Linked DNA regions of Rattus norvegicus: region 2 is linked to region 1. A link is a contact called in public Hi-C data. All regions are on one chromosome and are shown on one strand. Each heading gives the region's core, a stretch centred on a gene start, on an enhancer-like site or on the middle of the called end of the contact. The rest is flanking DNA. Distances are from core to core; before and after follow the strand shown. Region 1 holds the start of Phf12 (PHD finger protein 12). Region 2 holds the start of Tlcd1 (TLC domain containing 1).

Region 1 (6,175 bases), core at 1,126-3,625:
TCAGTTCCTTAAAACAGCCTTTCCGGAGCCACCAAACACAATCCTAACACAATCCTGCCCCAGCAGCAAAGAATTTTGAGCAAAGGGCTCGTTGATCCAGAGCAGAGAAGAGAAATCGGCGCCCAAGGGCAATTTTAATTGTCTAACCCAGCCCGATTTCCTAAGAGGCAGCAGCAGAGCAGGGAGGGAGGAGGGAAGGGGGAGGAGGGAGGCAGCACCGGAGTGGCAACAGGGGGCAAGCTGCAGAGAAAGGGATCAAGCCTGCAAGAGCCTAGCCCTGGTCCTCAAGGAGCTTCTGCAGAAAGGGCTCACGGGCTACCTCCACCGTTCTCCCGGAGACATTTGCAAATCATATATGCAGCCAAAATGGCGCTGAGAATAAAAATATAATTTAAAGGCAGGTCGCCATATTGTAAACACAGAGGCAGAGAAGTGGACTCGAGAGACACCATTCATGATTTCCTGCACCGTCGAAAGCACCCGCTCGCCTGAGTCAGGACTAGGGTAAACTGGGTGGCCGAGGGTTCCGCACACTAACCCTAAGGAGAGCCCAGCCAGGCAGCAGCCCTGAGGGCGGCGGGCGCGCGCGGCCGCCAAGCGGCACTGAACCTGGAGCTCCTCCCCTTCCTCCCCCGTCGCCGCCGCCGCCGCCGCCGCCGCCGGCCGCACTCAGCCGCTCAGTCCCGGCTCCCAATCTACAACCAATCTCAGATGGGGCTCACCTCACTTCTCCCAACCCCCATCCCAGGGTCAAGACATGCTGCTGCTCCTTCCCGCAAATTGGCCGGATCCCGGCAAATACCAGGGGCGCAGTGGCGCTCGCATCAACGACTACAGAGTCGGCTAGCGGCTGCAAGCTCCCGTTATTTCTACAGGCCTGGTGATGGAATGTGCCCAGTAGGGTCTGCCAAGGAGCTCCAAAGGGGTCCCCAGCCCTTACCAGCACTGGAGATGGAAGGCGGCAGGGCAGTGATCACAGCACAAGAGATCTCCACCTTCCTTGCAGCTATCGCAGCTGTCGTGGTTGGTGGCCCTGCCGCTTCTCCGGGACTCCTTCTCCGGCTTCCGACTCCGCTTTTCTGCCTCGTCCGTCTTGGGGGGAGCCAGCAGAGCCTGGATTTGCTGCACACACATACAGACGGCGTGTGTGCACATTCGGAGCTCCCGGGCAGCCCGTAGTCCCACCGGCGCCGCTCCTCCGTCACCCACCCCTCTTCCCCCTTTTGTCCTTCTTCCTCCCATCCAGGCTGCTTCCAGAACCTCTCGGTCCCCGGAATCAAGGGGAGCCCACCCTAACTGCGTTCCTGCAGCACAACAAGAAAAGCTCCTTCCAAATGGGGAGGATCAGGGTAGGGGGATGGGGAGAGGGTGCGCGGTTCTCTTCTCGCCACTTCCTTGTATGGACAGTGGGGGACTCCAAAGCCCGGCTCGGGAGAGGCCCGAAGCTTGGTACCCGGACGTGCAGGGGGAAAGCACAAAGGGGCCGACAAGAAGGGGGTGGGGAGGCCTGCCGGTGCAATGAAATGGAGTGGGCTGAAGCCTCAGGGAGCGAATCGAGGGCGGCGGGTAGGTGAAACTGCTGCAAACGTCCTCAGAAGCTAAGCTCGGTCCCCCAAATTGCAGAGGGGAGGGAAAGACTAGGTGAGGAAGAACCCCCCCTTTTCCCGGCCCTCTGGCGCTTCGAGCTTAGGGCCGGCTTTGTGGGGCGGAGGTTCCCTCCTGGCACTGGGAGAAGGGGATGAGGGCCACTCTTACCTCCATCAGCCCCCCCGACGTGTCCAAGTCGTACACGATCGTCTTGGTCTCCATTTTCTCCCACATTCATCCACCTCCCGGGCTGGGCGCTCTCTGCTCCGGCCCCCCCAGCCCCGGGGGGAGGGGGGAGGAGGGGAAGAGGACACTTCTGACCCCCGGTCCCCTTCTCTCTTCCCAACACAGTTTCCGACTTCCTCGCCCTGGCTCCCCCCCACCCCCCGGCCCCCAGTCCCTGGGACGGCAGCGTCCTCTCCACGGGCCGTGAGAGGGGAGCAACCCCTCAGCCCCGGCCCGGCGGCTGGTTGCACAGTGGATCTCGGCTCCGGGGGTCAGGCCTTGGCGGGGCCTAGGCCCACAGGCTAAAGCTGGCTCTGGCGACCGCTGGTCCGGCCGGGAAGGCTAGCGGGCGCTGCCATCCCTGGGTTGGGGGACCGGAGGGGGGGTGAGAGGTTAGGTGAGGTTGTGGTTCGTGAGGTGACTCTGGGGAGGATGATGGGGGGTGGTCCCCGGGCTCCGCCTCTCGCCGCCGCTGCCGTCTGCGTCCCGGCTGCCGCGCACTTGGCGCAAACTTACCGCGAGCGCCCGCAAAGCCACCCGCGCAGGCGCCCCGGGATCGCCGCTCGCCGCGCGCAACCGCAGTGACAGCCGGCGGCCTGGCTCCCGCGCAGCCGCGGTGATGGGGTACCCCCCAGCGCGCAGCCGCGCTGGCATTCGCCTGGAGCCCAGAAGCACCGCCTTTCTGCCGTGCGCCAGCGTACTACGATTAAAGGGCGGAACCTGAGGCCTCGCTTAGGCGCTTGGGAAAGAGCGTAGGGGTCATGGCGCAGCCGCAGGAACTTGAAGGGGCTTCACCCATTGGTGTTTGTGTGCAGACCACGGTCTCTGGTCCCGCGCAGGCGTGTTGGATTGCCACCCCCGTCCCTTAACACACCCGCTTCACGCGCAGGCGTATTGTACCTGGCGGCCTGCACAAAAAAAGCTTCTCCTTTCGCCATTTTGGTAATGAGATTTGGGCTACCATGCCCTTGGAGTTCTCAGTCACAACCAAGGAGGAGTATGTGATTGTTGTATGGAGCTAGTAGGCAGCATATGGATGGTGTAGTGAACTGTATGGCTCCAGTGTCAGGTGTGTCTGGACTAGGCCGACATGTTGGTAAAGAGAAAAAAAAATTGCGACAAAAAAAAAAAGACACTTTTGGTGGCAGATTGGACGGCTGCTGTTTCCACTTAATTTCCACTATCTGCACCTAATTTTAGCAGGAGCATTGCTGCCTTGGGTCCTGATGGAACCAAGGGTAATTCAACCTGTCTGTTACCACCCTCTCTTAACCACTGTCCCTGAGAACTACTCTTAAAGAGGAAGTCAAAAGCCCAAACAGTCCGTAATCCTGACAACGCCCAGGTACCTGCCTACAGCTGACTTCAACCCCCATCTTGCAACGCGCAGTGTTCAAAGGGTGAACGGGAACACATTGCACTCTGGGAGTAAGAATCGCGATGGAACTCATGGATTGTGGGAGTTGTAGTTCCACGTGCAAGCGCCGCACAGTACTGCAGGATGTATTGGGGAAAAAGCTTGCCGGGAAAAGATACTTTTGAGAGCTACCGTATTGCATACTGGGATTTGTAGTTTGAGCCCCTCACCTCGACTTCTGAGCAGTAAGACATGCTTCTCTTTGGGTGTACGCTGTTATCCCGTTGTTATCACTTTCCAATGTAGACAGATACACTGCCTAATTGTGAATGAATGAACCCCACTCGGCATTAACATTGGTGACATGTAGCTATGTCCTGCCCTTTCTTCCGTTCATTCTATTAAAACAGTCAAATTCTGCAGCCCTATCTGGCCTAGAACTTGCTATGTAGACTAGATTGGCCATGAACTCACAGAAATCTGCCTCTGCCTCCGGTCCCATTACTGGGATCAACGTGCACTACTTACTACGCCTAGCATCCCCTAAACTCATTTTTCTGTTACTGCACACATCATTCTCAGACCCATAAAACTGGGAAGGACTTAGAGACTATTTGATTGAAACTCTTCATTTCCAGATACACAGAGTGGAGCGTCAGTTTGCTTAGGCTGCATATTGAGTTTATAGCAAACCTTAAAAAGGAAACATTTCTTGATTCACAAGTCAGACTTTGGTCCCTACACCGTGTTTACTGTCTCTGAGGAACTGTTGCTCCTCCTTTAGGACAGTCAGGACTGTAAATCAAAAAGAACATAAATATCTGTGTGAAGTTTTAGCGCTCTGTGAAGTTTTAGTGCCTCTCTCTCTCACACACACACGCGCGCACACACACACACACACACACACACACACGCACGCGCGTGCGTGCGTGCATGAGAGAGAGAGAGAGAGAGAGAGAGAGAGAGAGAGAGAGAGAGAGAGTGACACTTTGCATTTCTCCAGTGGCCCTCCCTTGGTGCCTAGAAAGAATAATGTCATGGGGGAAGTGGAGATTGCCATGCAAATTGACTGGTCTTCCATCGCTGTGCCCAAAAATAGACTAGCAACTATAGGACAATGATGTGGGTCTCAGAGAGGGCTGAAGGGAAGAGGCCAGGCTTTATGCTTCCTTCATGCTACATAACCTCAGAAGTTGGAACCTCACATGCCCTCTTTCACTGGCTTCTTCCCTACTATCCAGAGCATAGCTATGCTGCTGTCAGCCTGGAGGTACTACTGTGCAGAGAAGTAAGCCACTGGCCTATGCCCAGTGAGAAAGACTTTGCTTTGATCAACACACCCGTTGCAGCTGAAAACAGGAGCGGTCAGTAGGCTAGTGAGGAGAATGAGAGTTGGCTCTAGTGACAGGTGCCAGAGGTACAGATCACTCCACACACCCTTCTTTTGGGTGAGGATGAGGTCAGCCCAGTCGGGGCAGGACTTGGTGCCACCTTGGAGAGCTCCAGCTCAGCGTATTAAAGGGGACTTCAAGAAAGAGCTGATGGGATGGAAATGCCTTTGGAAGCGACCTCTTGTGGTCCATCTAGGCACTGCACTATAAATGAACTGGAACCCCTGACTTGGGCTGTACAGTGGCTAGCGGGAATTTTTTTTTTTTTTTTTTTTTTTGGTTCTTTTTTTTCGGAGCTGGGGACCGAACCCAGGGCCTTGCGCTTCCTAGGTAAGCGCTCTAACCACTGAGCTAAATCCCCAGCCCCATCCTAGCGGGAATTTTACAGCTTCCAAGTGCGGTAATTTTCTGTTGTCTGCTGCTGGGAAGATACTTTCATCTCAGAAGGCTTTAGGGGACATAGGGTAGGGGCAAATTTAAGTATATCCTTGCCAGTCACTTTAAAATCTGTTTATCTCTACCTCGAGTGCTGGAATTAAGGGCATGTGTCACCACCACCCAGCTATTTTTAAAGATTATAACATAATTACATCATTTCCCCCTTCCTTTTTCTCCTTCCAACTCCCCCATATACTCTTTTCCTGCCCCTTTTCAAATTTATGACATCTTTTAAAATTAATCGTCACATACGTATGTGAATATATGTATGTATATACACATTTCTAAATACCTAAGGACAACCTGTTCAGTCTTTATAATATTGCTTGCATGCATGCTTTCAGCAGCCCCTTTAAAGACCCCATGGGCAGGGCTCTAGCCTGTCTTAGGGACCTCTGAGCTGCCCATCCCTCCTGCTCACCATCTCCATGTTTTCTGAGGCCAAGACAAGCTAGCCTTATGTACAAGGGTTCAATCTACGGTTCTGATTCCAATCCCTCGAGCTTCACTTGACAGGAAAAGTGGACAGGGCAGTGCATGCTACCTCAGGCTCGTCAGCAATCCAGCAGCACTAATAGGGGCTTGGGAATGGGCTGCCATATGACTCTAGCCCTGGCAAAAAGGATGAAATGAGACCTTGGGGCTGGGAGCACCTGAGTTGCTGAGTTCCCACATCCCTGCAGCATTCGCCACTCTTGTCTCACCTGCCATCTGTAGCACTAATGGCTTTGGGGGCAGTGTTTCCTAGTTAACCGCATATAACATTTTTTCTCTCATAACATCTGGGCATGATTGATTGATACGTCCAGCAGGTCTTGGTGTGCCGAGGTCCACATCACATTCATCTACTACCTCCCCTCCCTCCAAGAAATCACCACTCACACTGCTTGACTTTTTTTTTTCCAAAACACCATTTTAATAAGGAAACAACAGAAATAAAAGATTGTTCTCTGGCTGGAGCCCAGACCCCATATAATACATCATATGTACAAAGTGACCTTCGGTCCAGACTGAGATTCCTCCTGGGGATTTTTTACTTCTGTTCTGTGCCACATTCCTGGGTCCTTGGACATCTGCTCGTCTCCAGAATGTACCTGCCATAACATAGTGGCAGGAAGGGGGAACATCATAAGTGGCTTAGACGAGGGATAGGTGGGAAAAGGGACATTTGTAACAG
Region 2 (5,599 bases), core at 1,220-3,719, 200 kb before region 1:
GAAGGCATATGTTCGCTTGGCTCCTGATTATGATGCTCTAGATGTTGCCAACAAGGTAAGCACAGTCACTTCTGTCTAGATACTACATCTACATCAAAATCTGCCTTACTATCTCTAACAAGCCCCACCCTCCTGTTCTGTCATCCCAGCTCGCTTTACCTTAAGGAGTTCAGCTCCAGTAATTTAGCTCCCTTTTTTGTTTTTCAGATTGGGATCATCTAAAGTGAGTCCAGATGGTTAATTCTAAATATATACTTTTTTTCCACCATAAATAATGCTGCTTGTCATTTGTTGCTTTCTGATTGGGGTGGGGACAAGGCCATACTGTGGTAATAGGGTGGGTGCTGGGATCAAACCCAGGGCTTTCCCAGCTCTGAGCAATGAAGACTTCATATGCTTAACCCAATGGGACACACCATGATGCATCCCGCATGCTAGATTAACTCAGTACCAGGGGCCATTTATTAGACAGGTGTTAGTTGCCCTGGAACATGGCTCCATCACAGGCTCAGAAGACAAGCTTTACAAGAGTTCCTTCCCTGGCAGAGACTGTTGTGAAACCAATACCAGAGTTTGGAAGAGCTGAGGGGTTATTTTAGAGCTGTCAGCGTCCATCGCGGGGTGGTATGGGTTCACTGGCTTTTGGACAGCATCTTGTCCTCACCCATTTACCATGCCCAACCGGTTGGTCTGCTTCAACCCTTGCCCAAGAACAGAGGACTTCAGAGAGCTTTCATTAGTGTTTTCAATAGTGTGGGTGTAAGCTTAAGGTGGAAAGGCTGGCCCCAGAATACACCCAGGCTTGGGGCAGAGTCCTAGTTTATGTTACAAAGCTGTTGGCTGTGCTTGCTGTCCCTGTCACACATCCTGGGATCTCCTTTCTCACTCAGTCAAGAATTTGTCTTTTTGTTGGCGGCTGGGAGCACGTTCAGGGCAGAAATCAGAACGGAGGAGGCGAGAAAAGTAGATGAGTATCATCACGTCCAGCATAAGCAGAATAGACAACAAGAATGTCCCCAGGGTCCTCTGGCCAGCATACTGTAGGAAGAACTTGGTGAGGTAGGCCTGAGGTGCCAGTCTGAAGAGAAAGTACATGACCAAGTTGACATACTTGTTGACCTTGTAGAGGAGGATATCCTGGGCATTGTTTATCTTCATCATCATCCTTAAGGTGAGGAAGATGTTGCTGACCTCCACCAGTAGTGTTAAGACTCCACCTCCAACAAATCTTTTCCAAAAGATACCAGAGAAGAAGGCGCCCATAGCCTGGGAGGGAAGGGGGAGACAAGTAACAGAACAAGGGCGCTTGAAAACAGGTGCTGTGCCAGCCTTGGGCATACCAGACAGGACAGAAGCAGAGGAGCATCAACATTTAGTGCTAAGATTTCTTTATATTTACTAGGATCAGACTCCACTAGGGTCAGTCTACCTAGATAGTAGGTAAGCCCAGGCACTCTGCTGAGACTTAGGCAACTTATAAGTTAGACATTGCTGGGTTAAGATGGCCTCCCTCCCTCTTTGGCTCAAAGAGTTATGAAGATTTTGCCTGTATCATTTCACCGGGTTCTCCCTTACCATGACATGATGAACAAGGTATTCCCAAGAAGCTCGAGTTTGCCTGCTAACCACGATGTCCACTGTGTCATGTATAAAGTATCCTAGTGGAGGGGTAGGGAAAGTGGAAAAGACTTAACACTTTAAACTAATTTCCATCCTAATCTTATCCTTCTTGGGCACAACCTACCTGCAGAGAAGCAAACAAGCAAATAGCCACAAACTGACCAGGCTGTTTCAATCTCCACCAGCATTTCAGGGGTTTGCCATATGCTGGAATAGAAAAAGGGATGTTCTCGCGGTTGCAGCCTCCCCGAGGACCCTCACCTCCCCCAACAGTCTTGCCAGTCCCAGGGTGCTGTGGGCGCCTACTATTGGCTGGTTGGAGAGTAAGGAGGGACTTGGCCAAAGCCCAGGTACCTTGGGTTTCCCACAGCCGTTCTTGGTTGGGTAGTTTTCCAAACAGGGAATCAGGTGAGATCCTTGGTGTCTGTTCACCCGAGAGTGGTGGGAATAGCAACAGGGAATCCAGTCCGAGCACCCCGCGAAAGACCCTACGGCCATCTCGTTACCCCGGGTTGTTCACTCACCACAGCAGAGCCCAGATCCCAGATACAATGGAGTGTGTGAAGGAGACGAGTAGGTTGTGCCAACGCCAGGTGCGCAGGGGGTCGGTTTGCACGTGTGCCGGCAGGGGCAGGCGACAGAGCACGCGCCGGAGTGCCCGGAAGGTCAGCGTGGCGCCCAGGAGCAGCGGCCAGGCGGGGTGCAACAGTAGGGGCATGCTGACCCTCCCTGCCGTCTGTCTGTTCGCCTTTTAAGCCGTCTCCCTCGGCAGTTCTGGGAACACCGTCCAGTCTCTGGCCAGCGCGCCACGATCGTTTCTGCCGCGGGCCGCCAGCCCCACAGTTTCACGGAGCCCTCAAGGCTCCTTCGCTCCTCCCCGCGCTCCCGGAGAGGCCTCTGCCCGCCCCTGCAGCCCGCGCCCCCGCCCCGCCCCGCCGCCTGCCCCCGCCCCTCGGGCGCCTCTGCCGCGAGGAGGGCGCGAGCCCCGTGTCCCCCAGGGCCCCGCCCGGAACCCGCCGACTTAGAGCGCGAAGGGGCTGTCCCCGCCATCGCTTCCGAGGCACCCCTCTCTGGCGCCTCCCGACATCCGAAGGCATCCTCGGCTGCCCTCATGCGTACGGCCCCACTAGCCTCTTCCCGACCTTCGCCGCCTCCACCGGCTTTCACATCCTGGGCGGGTACTTCGAGAAAGCTCCTCTCCCAACTCTTTTCAGGGCAGAGATGGGCGGAACCATCACACAGCCGGGGCTGCTAAACCCTGATCCTGGGGGCTCAGGAACGCGGCCTCAGACTAGGGCTCCGCCCAGACTCAATTCTTCTCTTGGACTGGATCGACGTGTTTACCTGCCTCTCCGGCGCCCAGCACGAGTGGTGCTTAGGAACTGTTGAGTCACCTACCATCACCCCACTCCTACCCATCATTCTTGGGCTCCTGGAGCATAGCGGTTGTCACAGTCCTCCCTGAGACAGTCCCAACCCTCTTCTGGCTCCTTGGAGGCTGGGGCGGGGAAGGCTGCGGATTTGCCCAGACAGCTGGGGTGACCCTCTCTCCAGGGCAGCGTCCTAGAGTAGTTGCGGCTTCTGGCCAGTAGGTGTCAGTCTGTCCTCACTGTGATGAGGCGTCCTAGCTCGCCTCCACTCAGGAGCGCAATCAGCAGACCCGGAGGAAAAGGAGCAGCCCAGAGGCGGTGCAGGAGTGAAGGGGTGTGTGCTTTTGGGAGGTGGAAGTGGACGACACGGGGGAAAAAGTGGGGACTAGGAGAACGGTGTATCAAGGCGGGGTGGGGGAGCCAGAAACCCAGGAACCTAAGCCTGGTGTTTGCTGTCTTCCCTGATGGTTCCAGGGTTACACATTAACTCCCATGGGTCTCCAGGGTCACTCAAGGCCCATTCGGTTACTAAGAGATAGCACGATGTAATGTCTTGTGAGCATTTTACCCCCTGCACTCCTTTGCTAACTGGGAAACCAGCTGACTCCAGCCTGAGCCAGTGACCACAGGTTCCCTCCGGTCATTCCACGTAGGCTAGTTTGGGGCGGGGCGGAGACAAAAAATAAACACCCCTTCTCTCCTCGCTTACCTCGCCCATTCAAAAATAGGAACGTTAACACTTAGCTAAGGACCACCTCTTGAATACTGAAGTGTTCTCCCTTAGAGCAGGCATCATGAGGAAGTCAGGATTTAATTCATCCTGGTCGAAACCATAGCAGTGATACTAACCAGCCCATTATTTCTGGACAGAGGCGTAGAACCCTCTCTGATTTTACCCCACCATGACGCTAGAGGTTTTTAGTAGAGGACTGAGTCCCCTTACAGCAGCGTTTTGTGCGGTGTTCTGAGAAGCAGAGAGCACGGTGCTCAGGAGTTGTTATAACCAGGAGACCGCGTCACGTACTCTTCAGGTGAATCAGTTTGTCCAACTGGGGTTTTCCCCGTCCCTCCCTCGGCAAACACCAAACAGCCCCGCTCCCCGCCCCACACAGAGCGGGCTCTGGGTTCTGTTTTGGTGGTTTATCCTTTACGTGTCCATCAAGGAATTCCTTTATCTTTCTGAAGTAGTGCCACTCCTGGACAGCGGGGACCGGATCGATCTTCGCTTTATACTCTCACTAGAACTTTGGAGGGACAATCTTGTTTTTGCCGGGCAACTTAAGTTGGCGCCTCATCGCTCCAGTCTACCTCTGCCCAAGTCACGCGTGTGCAAGGTGACTGGTATGGTGCTGAGCCCTTTGGGACTCGTCAAGAAACCCAAAATGACTATTCTCTGATTTCTCGTTTGAGAAACACGACTTAACCTCCAGGTTGAGTTTATTTACTCAGAGAGAGGCACAGAGCTCAACAGACGCCCCCGATCCACCCGCTCCGCCCTGCAATAGTTTTACTGCTAGTAGGAGGAGCTCCCGGATGGGAGGGTCCGCGCACGCGCCACTCGAGGAGTCCAGAAGCGTAACTGAGAAATGAGATGGAGAAGTACGAGCGGATCCGAGTGGTGGGAAGAGGTGCCTTCGGGTGAGCCAGGGCGCTGGGGAGGAAATGCTAAGGGAAAAAGAAAATAAGCCCCAATTCTGACCAAGAAATCGTGGCCCGGCTGGCTCCGCCCCGAAGCGAGAGCACCACTATGGGATGCCCCGCCCAGGCATCCGGTCCTTAGGTCTAGGCGGGAGGACCCCCGCCCACAGCCAAACCACGCCCACCAGCCCAACCTGTGCCCTTGGGAGATAGTTCCCTGTAGATTGGTTATTCTTTGCTTCAACTGAGATAATGATCCTAAACTGTACAGGTCAGACTGCCCGGAGTTTACAGTTGTGATCAAAACAGGAGAGGTACTTCCCCTTTACGAACATAGCCCATAGGACGTTGATTCAAACAAACAAGGTATTTGTTAAAATAGTTAATGAAGTTTGAGCAGTTAAAAACAGTTAATAAGAGACTGTGCAGCAGGTAGGGTGGTACACGCCTGTCATTTCAGTACTTGGGAGTAGATGTAGGAGCATTGCTGTGAATTCGAGGCCAATCTAGGCTACACAGAGATTGTCTCCAAAAGAAAAGACAAGCAATCTTTAGGTTATCCACTGGGCAGGCCTGAACTACATAGCTAGCCCAAGGCCAGCCTGGGCAACTTAGAAAAAAGAGGGACTGAGGATGAATATCCGTGCTAGAGCTCCTAGCTAGCATACTTGGGTTTTATTTCTTTTTTTTTTTTTTAGATTTATTTATTTATTATATATGAGTACACTGTAGCTGTCTTCAGACACACCAGAAGAGGGCATCAGTTCTCATTACAGATGGTTGTGAGCCACCATGTGGTTGCTGGGATTTGAACTCAGGACCTCTGGAAGAGCAGTCAGTGCTCTTAACCACTGAGCCATCTCTCCAGCCCTCTTTTTTTTTTTTTTTTTTAAGATTTTTTTTTACTTTTTTTTTTTTTTTTTTTTCCGGAGCTGGGGACCGATTAAGATTTTTTTTAAAATTTATTTCAC

The links. A called contact is a pair of places that touch in the nucleus more often than the background predicts.
Region 2: a Hi-C map of liver shows a contact between it and region 1, with 2.9 times the contacts expected there. The contact joins the promoter of Tlcd1 here to the promoter of Phf12 in region 1. A contact is called at or near these places in 9 of 12 Hi-C or Micro-C datasets (Schwann cells, frontal cortex, hepatocytes and 5 more) and 1 of 1 datasets of contacts at active chromatin or transcription factors (oligodendrocytes).

The regions. Positions count from the first base shown.
Region 1 is chr10:63,366,449-63,372,623 of GRCr8, reverse strand. Phf12 (PHD finger protein 12) reads right to left here and starts at 2,375. Exons shown (of 15, transcript NM_001013117.2): 1 at 1,756-2,375; 2 at 941-1,122. The coding sequence starts at 1,821. It overlaps Sez6 (seizure related 6 homolog), which reads right to left. Exons shown (of 17, transcript NM_001105754.2): 17 at 5,901-6,175.
Region 2 is chr10:63,569,411-63,575,009 of GRCr8, reverse strand. Tlcd1 (TLC domain containing 1) reads right to left here and starts at 2,469. Exons shown (of 4, transcript NM_001013858.1): 1 at 2,145-2,469; 2 at 1,745-1,827; 3 at 1,576-1,658; 4 at 436-1,266. The coding sequence starts at 2,338. The coding sequence ends at 883. It overlaps Nek8 (NIMA-related kinase 8), which reads left to right and starts at 4,522. Exons shown (of 15, transcript NM_001105804.2): 1 at 4,522-4,628. The coding sequence starts at 4,582. It overlaps Rpl23a (ribosomal protein L23A), which reads left to right. Exons shown (of 5, transcript NM_001108283.1): 4 at 1-55; 5 at 208-278. The coding sequence ends at 222.